Regions from separate parts of the Canis lupus genome. Here region 1 is linked to region 2. The links are chromatin contacts, called in public Hi-C maps. All regions are on one chromosome and are shown on one strand. The core of a region is the stretch at or near the end of the contact, and the rest is flanking DNA. Distances in the headings are between cores, read along the strand shown.

Evidence for each region. Hi-C and Micro-C count contacts between places; a contact is called where the count stands out from the background.
Region 1: a Hi-C map of blood shows a contact between it and region 2, with 3 times the contacts expected there. The contact joins the promoter of SSBP2 here to the promoter of ATG10 in region 2. A contact is called at or near these places in 2 of 9 Hi-C or Micro-C datasets (amygdala and blood).

What each region holds. Positions count from the first base shown.
Region 1 is chr3:25,730,539-25,734,527 of UU_Cfam_GSD_1.0, reverse strand. It overlaps SSBP2 (single-stranded DNA-binding protein 2), which reads right to left and starts at 2,679. Exons shown (of 17, transcript XM_038532429.1): 1 at 2,530-2,679. The coding sequence starts at 2,591.
Region 2 is chr3:25,550,492-25,554,295 of UU_Cfam_GSD_1.0, reverse strand. It overlaps ATG10 (ubiquitin-like-conjugating enzyme ATG10), which reads left to right and starts at 2,352. Exons shown (of 8, transcript XM_038532420.1): 1 at 2,352-2,711. LOC119871164 (a long non-coding RNA gene) reads right to left here and starts at 2,813. Exons shown (of 3, transcript XR_005356795.1): 1 at 2,610-2,813.

The sequences.
Region 1 (3,989 bases), core at 1,430-3,929, 180 kb before region 2:
AACTTCAAAATTCCTATCTTCGGAAGTTAGCACACTGTTGTAGAATAGTGCCATTAAAGTCCCAAGTGAACAATAAAGGAGAACACTGAGTGATCAGATCAACTCTCCCATCAAAATGAAACTAAGTTTATTCTATAAAATGGAATCTACCTCAGTGTTTGTCTTAGATTCAAACAACATTCACTCAGAAACTGATGTAACAACAATTAACCCAGAACGACTGTCAATTCCCCAAAAGTGGCCTCTTCATCTATATTTAGTTCATAAGGCAAACTAGTCCAGGATTCCCGCTGCCAATTATAATGAATGGAAGAAATATATTTAAATCAAATAGCACCATCTAGCAGAACCCTCACCACTTTGCTTTCAAGAGGAGATATCACTTGGTGTTCGGTTTGGTAGACTGGACAGCATAAGTGGCAGTTATTTGTTTTCAGGACAGGATCACAGAATTAGGCTAGAAAGGACCACAGACCCAACACATTCTCATCACATTATCATCTTCATTATCATTAAAAAAAAAAAAAAAAAAAAAAAAACTTTTTTTTCTTACAAAGTTACCAGGATACAGACTAGATCCAACCATTCCTGGGAAGTGTAACCAAAATCCAAACAAAATTACTCTGATTCTCAAATTGCAGCAACCGCCTCCAAATGCCTGAATACATTTCAATCCCTTCACTCTTAGCGATAGGAAATCCCAATACTCTGTAATCATCAAAACATCTTGTTTTTCATCTTATCAGGTGGGTTATGCAGCCAAATGATTAATGCACATAAACTGAGCTGTTATTTCAAAACTTCAGTTCTAGTAACTGCTATTTCTTCATCAGGCTGTCTTGCTTGTCTTTTGTATATTTCACAGCCCATCAACTAGTTCCCTAAGCGTAGCTCCTCGGAAAATACCTCTGGAAAAAACCAAACCAAACCAAACTAGCATCTCTCCGTTACATTTTTTGTTTGTTTGTTTGTTTTGCTACAGCAAGGCCTGCCACCCCTAAATCTTATGGGAATTGTGTGTTGCTGCCAACACGAAGACTAGGAAATGTTCCCATCCCTAGGGCACAAGAAACTTTTCAGACTACCAAGTGCCTAGAAGCAGGAGGGAAACGCGCCTGTCGGAGTGTGAGGTTTTTATTTACGCAGCTATTTCCATGCGCAAGGTAAGCAAAGTAGCTCCCGAGAGATGCTCTCACTTTCCCGCAGCGCGAACCCCTCGCGGAGGCGGGGCGGGGCGCGGGCGCGGGGCCTCAGCCTCGGGCGGGGGCGGGGGCGGGGGCGAGGGCGAGGGCGAGGGCGGGGACGGGGGCGGCGGGAACCCCGACCCGCGGCGCGCAGAGCCGGGCTCTTCCTCGGGGGGCACCGCCGCGGTTCGCTCTCGTTTTTAGTAACAACCCAATCCCCGTTACAAGTACGTGAGCACAGCAGCAAGCGGCCGCGCTTCGCAGCGCGCCGCGACCGCGGCAGCATCCCGGCCGGGAGGGCTCCGTCCCCGCCCGCCTCCCGGGGCCCCAGCCGAGCCCACACCTGTGTCTGCCCCCCGCCCCCGGCGCCCCCCCCCCCGCGGCCCCAGCCAGCCCTGCCCCCGCCCGCCGCCGCAGCGCCCGGACCCCCACGCCGCCGCCCCGCGGGGGCCCCCCGCCGTCCCCGCGGCCCCCGGCGTCTGCGAGGCACCAAGTCTCCAAAAAAAGTTCTCGGGCCGCGGCGGAGAGTGGGGCGTGCCGGCCGGGGGCAGGAGCTGCGGCCCGCCCCGGCGCCTCCCGCCGCCTGCCCGCACGCTCGGCCTCCCCGGGAACCCGACCCGTCCCGGGCCCCCAAACTTCAGCGGCGCCGCCGGCGCCCACCAGCCCGCCCCGCGGGGCACCGGGCACCGCGGCCGCCCGCAGCCCCTCCGCGCGCCGACAGCCCGACGCCCGCACGCGCGTCTCCGCGCCCCGCGGGGCCCCGCTCGGCCGCTCCGCGCCCCGCTTCCGCCCGCCGCGCGCCCGGCACCGCCGCCCTCGCCTCGCCTCGCCTCGCCTCGCCTCGCCTCGCCTCGCCTCGCCTCGCCTCGCCCGCGATCCCGACCGCGAAGCCCGGCGCCGCGCCGCTCCCGCCGCCCGCCGCGCCCGCCCTCCGGACGCCCCCGCCCCCGCCGCGAGCCCCGCTCCGCGCAGCTGCGCCCTCCCGCCCTCCCCGCCGCCCTGGGCAGCGCGCCGGGTCCCCGCAGCCCCGGACCCCGGCTCTAAAGTTACTTTGCGCGGAGGCGAGCCCGCGGGTTATTCCCCCGTCACCCAAACAAGTTTCCCTCCGCCGCAGCAGCGCCGCCCCCGCCCGCCCGCCCGCAGCCCCCCGCGGGCACCTCCCGGGAGGCAGCCGCTCCCCGCCCCGCGCGCCCCCAGCCTCGCGCACCCCTCCCCCTGCCGGCGCACCCCCGGCTCTCCCCGGGCCGAGAGCGTCTGGGTCTGCGTGTCTCCGAGAGTGTGCGAGTGCGTGCGTGTGTGTGCGCGCGTGTGCGGGCGGAGGTGGGTGAGAAGCGGAGACACTTACTTCTCCCGGGCCTGGCTGTCGGACGGGACGGCGCTGCTGTTACTCTTGCCTTTGCCGTACATGCTTGTGCCGAGAGCAGCTCCCACTGTCACGCACCTGTCAACCCATCACAGCCTCCCCGGGAACAGCCCCGTCCCCATGGCGACCCACGCAGCCACCCCCACCATTGGCCGCCCCACGCCGGAGCTCCGCCCCCTTCGCCCGGGCAACGCGCGAGACTGACAGCCCTCCCCTCCCTCCGGCCCGCCGGGCGCGCGGCGGCGGCTCCAGCCTGAGCGGCAGGCTCCTCCCTCCCTCCCTCCCGGGCGCCCTCCCTCCTTCCCGCTCCCTTCTCCTCCCTCCTCCCGCTCCCTTTCCCCCCTCCCCCTCCGAACCCCGGCGCAAGGGGGGAATTAGAAACTGCTCTAGAAGGATTTTAAACAACTGGCTGTTCCCTCCGCCGCCGCGCCTCCCCCCGCGCCGCCCGCGCTCGGCTCCTCACTGGAGAGAAGGCGCCGGGAGGAGGGGAAAGTGCGGCCTGGAGTCGCCGGGAGGAGCCGGCGGAGCTGGAGCCGCGGCGGCCCCAGACTTCGGGGCGCCCGGCGGCTGGGCGGGCAGACCTGCGGCCCCAGCCTTCGGGGGAGCCCCCGCCCGCCCCCGGCCCCGCGCCCCTGCTGCCTGCGACCCGCGCCCCTACCCTGGGGTGACCTCTGCCGCCCGCAGCCCTGCTCCCTGGGGTGTCGCCCCCCCCCGCCCCCGCCCTGCTCCCAGGGGCCCGGCTGGCGAGGGACGGTCGCGCGGGTCCCTCGACCTCGTGCGGGAGCCTCCCGGGCGCCTCGCCTTTCCTCCCGGGGAGGGCCTGGGCCCCGGCGCCGCGGGGGTGGCGTCGCCTCGCCCCGGGGGCCGCGCCCTGCCTCCCCGGGGAACACCCGGCCTCGGGCCTGCCTCGCCTCCCCCGGGGTGCGCCTCCTCCCCGGACGGCGGGCCCCGCAGCCCCGACCCCCGGCGCCCGCGCAGCAGCTCCCCGGCCGGGCCGGGCCGGGCCGGGCGCCGCAGGACAGGGCTCCAGGCATCCCCACCTGCTCTGCTTTTCCAGCCTTGCTCGGGCGATGCCCACTTTTGCCAACCTTCGAAGTAGAAAGGGCCACTAAAGGCCTTTAAAGACACCCCTGCCCTCGTCCATCGGAGTAGGCCCCAGCCCTCCTCCAAGGTGGGCAAAGTTGTGCCACAGCAGACAGGCTTGCCTAGGAATATTTCAGGATCAAAGCCCCTAATCCCATTTCAATAGATGTGCAGAAAGTTTTCGAGAGACACAATCTGGCTCCCGATAGAACTCCATCCTTTATCTTGTGGAGATCCTTGGATGCAAAATCAGACAGAGTGCAAATGGGGTTAGAAAGAAGACATGGGCATCAAATAGGGAATGACAGAGGAAGAGGGGTTGCAGGTGGGGGTCAGACTGAGGAGACATCAGGAACAGA
Region 2 (3,804 bases), core at 1,103-3,602:
TTCTCCCAAACTCTGGCAACCACTGATCTTTTTACTGTCTCTATAGTTTTGCCAAACTATAATTTTCTTCTTTCACTTTTTTAGATAAATGCTATGTACAAACAGGTTTATGTTTCTTATTTCTGCCATCCAATCAGATTACCTCTCCTAACTTTTTTCTTTTATATAATTTATCTTTCCCTGAGAACCTCTTGGAGGATGGTGAAAGAGATGTGCCCTCTATAAGCTGCAGCAGAGAGAGCTATTTCTCCCCAATATCCATTCTGCCCTTCTTCCTTTTAATAATAAAATAATCCCATTCTGTCAAGGTTTGACTGAACCCTGGGCTACTTAGCTAGAGACTGCATTTCCTACCTTCCTCGTATCTTGGTGGCCCATGGGATATGAGTTTTCAATAAGTACAAGTGATACGAACTGACTAGAGAAAATAAGACATTTACCATGTAATTTTAAAGATTTTTAGTTTAGTTTAGAGAGAGAGAGAAAGCATATGAGCAGAAGAGGGGGGCAAAGGGAGAGGGAGAGAATCTTCAGGCAGACTCCCCACTGAGTGGGGAGCCCAACCTGACCAGGGATTGATCCCAGGACCCTGAACCAAAACCAAGAGTTGAACGCCTAAGCAACTGAGCCACCCAGGTGCCCCTACCATGCAGCTTTAGACTTGTGTCCCATTCTTGGACCATACTCCTTAAAGGTTATTGTGAATTAATATACATCTGATGGACAAACCAAAGCCTATGAGGTTAAGTAAAGGAGTGGTCAAGGGAGCTCAAAGGAGAATCAGGGGACTGTGGATTTATGGGAGCTAAGGGAAGCAAGACTTTGTAGATGTGATTAACATGATCAAATAAAACTGAGAAATCCAATGAAACAAGGAATGAAAGGGAATTGATCGTTAGTCTCAGTTTTCATATCTATAAAATGGTTATCTTGTGTGGTTATTATATGGTTAGCTAAACTCAACTAAGCTTCTGGCTTATGGTGGGTTCTCAAATTTTAGCTTCCTTCTCTTTTTGTGATCAATGTATTGTTTTACTCCACAAATACTTATTACTAGTGAGGAACTCTGCCAGAGGCTGGCTATGCACTGACGACAGACCCTGCCCTAAAGCACTCTGAAGTGTTGTAGGGTAAACACCTAAACAGGCCAGGGCTGTTTCTTGTTAAGAGTGATATGATGAAAAGAAGTATATAGAAGTTACCTGATTTACCTTGCTCTGTTTCTTTGGTTTTGGCAGGTGGATTATGACACTTAAAAACATCTCAGGTGCAAAAAACTTTTTTTTTGTTAACATGGTATCATTGATGCATGAAAGTGTTTCTAGATTATTGGATACGATGCCAAGCAATGCATTTATTTCTTTTTTTTTTAAGATTTTATTTATTCATAGAGATGCAGAGAGAGAGAGAGAGAGAGAGAGGCAGAGACAGGCAGAGGGAGAAGCAGGCTCCATGCAGAGAGCCTGACGTGGGACTCGATCCCGCGTCTTCAGGATCACGCCCTGGGACTGCAGGCGGCGCTAAACCGCTGCGCCACCGGGGCTGCCCCATTCTTATTTCTGTATGTGAGTTTTATGGCTTTTGAGGAACCGTTTAAAGTCGAAGGAAATACCCATTCACTAAAGTTCTCACTCAGAACTCACTTCCTTGTACAAAAAAAAAAAAAAAAAAAAAAAGCTGGTGAATTGTTTTTAATTGGCAACTATCGAATTCATTTATATTCACAGTTACTCAAACATGTTAGGAAGTTCACTTACTAGCCCTATCTTTTGAGTTTTATTTTACATGCAGTAAAATGTATCCCTGATATGAATTTTGTCCAGCAAAAAACGGTGTCATCAGGGTACACCCGGGTGGCTCAGTGGTTTAGCGCCACCTTCAGCCCAGGGCGTGACCCCGAGGTCCCAGGATCGTGTCCCACGTCGCGCTTCCTGCGTGGAGCCTGCTTCTCCTTCTGCCTGTGTCTCTCATGAATAAATAAAATCTTAAAAAAAAAAAACCCAAAACGGTGTAATCATTAACACAATTAAATTATCGAACAGTTCCATCATTCCCCCCTCCCTCAAATTTCCTTAAGCTCTTTTTTAGTCAACCCCTTTCTCTGGTCACCATTGATCAGTGCTCTGTCCCTTTTTAAGCACTTTTTATCGTGAAATGATTACAGACTCACAAGAGACTGCAAAAATAGTGCCGAACCTCACGTATCCGTCACCTCGCTTTCCCCAGGGGTGACCTCTTACGTAACTGTGGTACAAGATCATAACCGAGCCCCATGCGCTTGAAAGCAGGTTTTCCTTTCACGTCTTCAACTCACCACGCTTTTTTTTTTCACACAAATTTAATTCTGTTGTGTTACAAGGAGCAGAGCTAGTTTCCCCTCAGATGTCGGCTGTTGCATTTTCAGTCTTTCAGCTCGATTACCCCTGTTACTTCTACGTTTTTCTGTGGTCTTTACCCCACAGTCGCCCCCCCATCCCAATTTTTTTTTTTTTTTTCCTGAGGTACGTGCCCCAGAGGGTACTACTGGAACTCTCGAACTGCTACCGTCTACCTGGGTCCTTAGGTCAAAGGAGGGAGCCGTGTTTGTGACTGGTGGCTGAGGCGCTTACAGGAGTTTCAGCGCGTGCACGGACGCCGGCCGGCTCGGACTCCAACCTCGGAGAAGGTTCTCGCTCCGCCCCGTCTCCAGCAGTCACTCACTGGTTTTCCAGGTATGTGGCTATTTGTTGGGAGGACAGGTGGCGACGCCGCAGCCGCTCGCCCGCGGCACCTGCACGGGCGGCAGCCCTCGTGCTCGCGGGGCGCGCGGCCACGGCTCGCTTCCGGCGGCGCTGGGCTGGGGGGCGGGGCCTCGGCTCGCGGGGGCCGGGGCTGCCGCGAGGCCACGCCCCCTGGCCCGAGTCCTGCGCGCGCGGCCCGCGACGTCAGCCCCTCCCCCGCGCGAGCCAGGCCCCAGGGGGCGCGGGAGGCGCAGGTGCGCATGCTCCGCGTCGGTCGCCGCGGCGGCTGTGGCGGAGGGAGGGCCGGGCCTGCCCGCTGGGGGCCGTCGGCGCGTTCGCTCCCGTCCGGTGCTGAGGCGTCCGTGGCCCCCGGGAGCCCGCCCGTCACCCCGCGCCCGGGCCCGCTGGCCGGACGGCCGCTGGCAGAGCGCTGGGCACCGCCCCGGCTCCCCTCCCCCAGCCCGCGGCCCCGCCTGCGCTAGGCCGGCGTTGGGGTCAGGGGCCGAGCGGAGCGGGGTGAGTACTCGCGCGGCCCCCGTCGGCCCCCGTCGGCCCCCGTCGCCCGCGCCGCACGGTCCTCCCGCCGCCGGCCGGCAGCCAGCCCCGAGCCCCGAACAAAGACCCGGAGGCGGGGCCCCGGAGCGGGCTGCCGGGGCGGCGGGGTCGCGCTGACCGGGCCCGGCGCCCGCGGGGACCCGGGAACAAAGGCTGCTCGGTGACCCGCGGTGACCCCGACGCCCAGGCCCGCTCAACTTGGAGGGGTTTCGGACTCCGTGAGAATCAGGGAGGGCCGGCCGGCTGGCTGGCTGGCATTCACAGCCGGCAGCCGTGCGTCTTCCGAATAACCTCTCCACGCGTAGCGCCTGAAATCACGGATTGGGGCGTAGTCGACTCATTTAGAGGCGCGAACATCTGCGATGGCAAAGCTTACAAACATCGAGGAAAAGCAGCAGGATAGTTGAGAAGGGAGCCCTGCCTGCCTGAGAGGCCCACCTGCGGATGAATCCGTCATCTAGGGCGCTGTGCCCTGGCTCGACTTTGTGTTGGTCAGGGCTCAGGCCCAGCACTTAGTTATTTTTTAACT